Linked DNA regions of Sus scrofa: region 2 is linked to region 1. The links are chromatin contacts, called in public promoter capture Hi-C maps. All regions are on one chromosome and are shown on one strand. The core of a region is the stretch at or near the end of the contact, and the rest is flanking DNA. Distances in the headings are between cores, read along the strand shown. Region 1 holds the start of HSPA4 (heat shock 70 kDa protein 4). Region 2 holds the start of C2H5orf15 (keratinocyte-associated transmembrane protein 2).

Evidence for each region. Promoter capture Hi-C pulls out the DNA fragments that hold promoters and counts their contacts.
Region 2: a contact with region 1 is called in a promoter capture Hi-C map of liver, with 8 times the contacts expected there. The contact joins the promoter of C2H5orf15 here to the promoter of HSPA4 in region 1. A contact is called at or near these places in 1 of 5 promoter capture datasets (liver) and 2 of 2 datasets of contacts at active chromatin or transcription factors (alveolar macrophages and skeletal muscle).

Annotation. Positions count from the first base shown.
Region 1 is chr2:135,344,444-135,347,143 of Sscrofa11.1, forward strand. It overlaps HSPA4 (heat shock 70 kDa protein 4), which reads left to right and starts at 1,281. Exons shown (of 19, transcript XM_005661654.3): 1 at 1,281-1,740. The coding sequence starts at 1,634.
Region 2 is chr2:136,297,753-136,300,497 of Sscrofa11.1, forward strand. C2H5orf15 (keratinocyte-associated transmembrane protein 2) reads right to left here and starts at 1,373. Exons shown (of 3, transcript XM_003123938.5): 1 at 1,188-1,373. The coding sequence starts at 1,326.

The sequences.
Region 1 (2,700 bases), core at 31-2,530:
ATTTCTTTCTTAGAACAAGTAATTGATTTTTCATTGACACAGCAAACGCAGAGGTTTGGGAAAATTTACTTTTGTCTTTGTTTATCCACTTTATTAAGTGGTCCAATATAATTGATTGAGCTCTGAGATGGAGGTCTTCAATTCAGCCTACCTAGTAGCAGTACTTCCTGCAGTTCTTTTCAACCCAGACTAGCTAGCTATTACTTTTTTTCTAACTTGAAAGCAGCCTTTTATTTTTCCTAGTGTCCAGCATTCTGTGTTGTAACAGTTGCCACCCTGTACGGGGATCCCATTTACTTGTTTAGCTACTCCTGTTACTGGTTGGATTCAGGTTTTGTGGGGTTGAAGCTTACACAATGTTGGGGGCCCTTAAAAAATCATAAAATAGATACTTAGAACAAGAAATCATATCAAATTACTGGAGACACAGAGATTCAGATTCCTGGTATTCTAAGACTTCTTCAAGCGATTTATTAGAAATGCTCATTACGTAGAGTTGCTTCCTGATTGCCAGCTGGCTTCCTCTCTATACCAGGAACACATCATAACTCTCCGCAACTCCCTGCTTACCCAGGTGCCCCTGCAGGGGAGAGTGCCTGCTTCATGTAATCCTGGCGCTACCGATATGTCTGAACGTACCTATGAATGCGTGTTTCTTGCATCCAGTTCAAGACAGGTGCTTAAAATGGGTTGGGGATTGAAAGGCTAAAGTGCAGTAGGTCCTTTAGGTGCAACTGCATCTAAGGACAGGACCGGTTTAGAAAACGGTGCAAGACTGAGGGAAAAAAAATCAAGGCAGTGGGATTGAGAGTCACTTCCTCCCCTCCTTCGCAAAGGGCGCTGTCTCTGATTTTAACAGAACCTGAACTAAACCTCTGTTCAGGGCCCGGGCCCAACAGCAATCTTTTCTTCTACACACCAGACCCCACCAAGGCGAGATGACCAGGCTCTCCCAACTTTGAGGATTAGTGCGCGGTCCCATTTTACCGGGCTCAATACAAGATGGGGCGCGGGAGGTGCCACAACCGGAACTTTCTCTGAAATAAAGAAAAACGGCGGAAGTAGGCCAACAGCGCTTGCTCAGTATTTTGCCTCAAACCGGCGCTCCTATTTCCTTCTGGAAGAGGAGCTGCTTCTCGGTTCCGCGCCGCCGCGAGGAGCGCGGCTGCCGGTTCTGTGCGCAGGCTCAATTGGCCAGCCCCGCCTCTCTACCATCTTTTCTGCGGCTTAGTCCCTTCCCAGGTTTTTGGGTCCGGACGTGACGTAAACATGTACGCAACCGGGGGGCGGGGCTTCAGAAGGAAAAGCAGCTGTGCCGGGGTCTCGCGAGAACATCTCGTCGCAGTTCTCGCGCTGCAGCTTTACTCTCGTCGCAACGAGATCTTTCGAGATCTTCTCCGCCCCCGCTACCGGCGCACCTTCTGCGGCCGCTGAGCCGGAGCCGGTCTGAGCAGTGCCCTCCGCCGCGGCTCTCCTTCTAAGAACCGAGGGGCTCGTGTGGTCACCCTCACTTCCCCAACTAGCCCGGGTTCCCCGGCCCACACGGCCGTCTTTCCGCGCGCCAGCCCCGCCGGGGTCCGTGTCCTGTCTTGCCGGCCGGACCGGGGCTCGAGCCCGAGCTGTAGCCGGCGCCATGTCGGTGGTGGGCATAGACCTTGGGTTCCAGAGCTGCTACGTCGCCGTAGCCCGCGCCGGTGGCATCGAAACGATCGCTAATGAGTACAGCGACCGCTGCACGCCGTGAGTGTGGGCCAGGCCAGTCGCGTGCACTGGGGGGTGGGGAGGTAGCACTTGTTCTGGTCTGTGCCACTCGCGGTTTGGGGAACGTGGGCCGGGCAGTAATCTCCGTTCCGAGCCGAGGCCGTGGTGGGTAGGGCACCTCCATTGGGTTTTAGGTCACTGGTGGCCGCGACCACCACCGTGTGGGTCTGCAGCAGGGGCGAGGCCTTTTTTCTGTGGCCCGCCGGCTGGCGGAAGGCTGTGAATGGATACTTGGACCTGCGGATGTATTGAGTAGAAGTTGGGGGGAAGGCAGGCCTGGGATGTGGGGTGGACCGAGCTCCTCTTTTAGAGAGTACATAATAGGCGCAGGGAGTACTGACGTTTCTTCAGCCCAGCGCAGAGTTCGGAGTTTTGCACACAGCAGGCGCTTAATAAAAGTTAGTTGAGTTGAACGAGTTCTGGCGGTCGCCGGCCCTAAGAGCGCCCAGAGTCCCACGTGAGTGGGGGTGGGGTGGCGCCCGGAAGAGAGGGAGCCGGAGCACCGGAGATCTTGAGGTTGGGTTGGCACGGAAAGATAGCAGAAATGGATTTAATAAAATTTGATGGCTTTTGGATATCTTTGCATTCACTTTGATTTTTTACGTCGTTTCAGTAAATTGAACCACGTTGGGTCATTTTCTGTTATCATTCTGTATGCATCCACCCTTAACAGCGTTCCATTCTCAGGGTAATGCATTCCATCCGGGGTGTTGGCCGCAATTGTTAATGAATGACTCAGGGGCTCACTTCGACTTTTAGAACCTATAGTAAGTTATGGGACCAGTATAGACACAGCGCTAAAAAAATCATGACTCACCCAGGCCTTTCCTTGGTTAGAGTTAAGAGTCTACTTTTTGAATTCCTAGAGATATGTTTCAATCTATTGTTTTCCTTTCGGACAAAATTTTTTTGAAGTTTCATATTTGTTAGATTCTCATA
Region 2 (2,745 bases), core at 123-2,622, 950 kb after region 1:
GGAACCATGTTTACAAAGAATTTCCTTGTCCCCGAACCCCCCTCCTCCTCCCAAGCCCCAGTATTCTGGCCCCAGTATTCAAGCACCACAAGCTCCCAGTCCTCAGGGATGCCCCAGTACTCAAAGACAGCTCTTTCCCCTTCACCTTTGCGCTCCAAAATATTCCATCAGCTCAGCCCAGCACTGCCCCTACTCACTTCCGTCTTTACCACTGATCTCACCCATTCTGGGAAGCCCACACCTTCCCTTGGTCCTGCTAGATCCTGGGCACCCGCCCCTCTCTAGACCCCACACCTCCTAATCTCAGTCATCTCCTAAGCACCTGCCCTCCCTGTCCCCTCTTATAGACCCTCCTAACTCCCACTTCTGTAAAGGAAAAAAAAAAAAAAAAGTTGCCTGCCATTACAGTCTACAGGAATCAAGCCACCAACGACTGCAGGTGCCCACTGATAGTGCGCCAGAGGGGACTTCAAGATAGAGAAAAACAGGATGAAGTATTTTGTTTTGGATGTACAGGCCCCCAGATAGTTAAGAAGCCTATCTAAGAAAGAATTTCAGCAACCCCAGATTCTTGCGTCTTCCCGTACATAGAAAAGGACTAAAATCATGAACTCGAGATATCTTTTCTCTGTGATTAGCACTCATCTTTTGATCTTCAACTACATGTTGTTTTTTTTTTTTTTCCAGCAAAAAATTCATACATATTCTGGCTCCTCCCTTACCTCGTCCAATAATTTCTCAGAGCTATCTGAAAAGCTATCTTCCCGGCTACAGCCGTCAGTAAGACACGGAATACACTCAACTCACAGCTCCTCGAGTTGTGTGGCTTTTTAAAAATCAACACCTCCAAGGAATTTTGGAGACCGCATCACCGCCATTCTCTGTGGCAACCCTTTCGCCAAGACTTAGACAACACCACCACTCCTCCCTCCCCGCCCATCTACACACTCGCTCCCTGGGTCCCTGCAGCCCCACTCCTCAGGCCTCTTAGAGACCCCATCTCCGCAGACTCCTTCAGACAGCCTACCCTCCCTTCTCAGGGCCGTAGAGACCCTGACCCTCTACACATGATCGCCACCAGCTCCGAACACTCCGAAGCGCCGGTTCCCCGGCCGGGCCTGCCTCGCTGCAGGTACCCAGGCCCTCCCCATCTTCCTGCGCCCGCCCTGCCGCCGCGCCCCCTTTACCGCTGGATATGAGGACAGACGCAAGCAGGACCTCCAGGACCAGCGGCCGCGCCAGCCCCGTGGGAACCTGGATGCCTGGCTTGGGCGGCAGCTTCGCTTGTACAGCGCCTCTCATCCTGCTAGGGGCGGCGGCAGCCATAACGGTCTCGGCTGCGAGCCTGCGCGGTTGCTAGGCTCTACGTCATGACGTCAGACACTGCGTATACTATCTCGGCCCTAAGCATCTACGTCCCAGCGTGATGACGTCGCAGCGGGGAGCGCGGCTCTCTGAGCCGGAGTGAAGGAAGAGGCATGGTGGGAGTTGCACAACCGGCGGGCGCCCCAAACTTGGCCCGGAGTTTAGCTGTAATGTGTAAGGTGTGGAGAGGGTCAGAGCGAGCCTCCCCGCCCCCTCCCTCTCACGGCTACTATATAACTAATAACAGTGTTTTAAAACGTTTAGAAGGTATATCCACCTGTGTAACAGACCGATCTCCTAAGAGCAGTATCCTCCCTCCCCCTCCTAAAAGCAAACGAATGTTAAAATTGGGTGGTAGAGTTTTAGGTATTTGTTTTATTTTTTAACTTTGCCCACAAATCACTTATTACTTTAACAAACATTTAGCACCTCTCCATATTTCAGTATACCGCGCTGAACAAAATGAACCCCCGCCACCTTCGTGGAATTTATTTTCCTGTGCGAGAGACTACAGGATAAAATGTATACTCTGTACATGGTAAAGGTATTATGGAGGACAAACAGGAATATGGGCCAGGAAAGAGGGGTGCATTAAGCTCCAATTTTGTAGTTTTGTAACTTAAGACAAAACCCCCAGTATATGAAAATGCACATTTAGAAACTTCCAGGAAGTTCCCTCGGGGCACTAGCAACAATGCTTTGGTCTGTGTTTTCTGTGACTGTTTTCTTAGTAAATGTCTGTAGGCTTCAGATCGTAAAATTGCATTTGATTGATGTGCAGGAAAATCAGTATGGCATGAAGCAAGACATTTATTTCACCCGCGGCTTCACACTCTGGTCTCCCTGAGTCCTTCAGAAGATTGCCGCCTTCCCCCAGAGACAGTTGAGCTGCCTTTCGGAAGAGAGAAGGGCCTATGTTCTCCTGAATCTGGTTTCCCTTAACATTTATCTGGCCCCAGTGACCGCTCAGAAACACACAAACTCTGTGTTAGGAAAACTAAGAAGTCATTCATATGTTCATTTCTCAAAGCCCACCACAAGCCCAAATAGACTGAATGGTGCCCTTTTTGCAGAACTTCCAGGGTAGACAGAGTACAAAGTCCTCCCGAGTTCCCCTGGAGCATTCCCTCTGTGAGTACAGAAACCATCGTTTAATGAATAAGCCTCTTCAATTCCAGCTTCTACTTACTTATTGAGAGATGCAGACTTCAACAGGTCTTTTTTCTGTAATAAATGCACCTTAAATCTTTTCTTCCTTGACCAGTTTGTTCCTTTGTCCCCATACCAGATTGTTTCATTTCTCTGACTGGTGAGATGTCATGAACCCAAGGCATTTTGCATAATATTCCGAGATGCTGCACCCAACAGGCAGACGCTTAA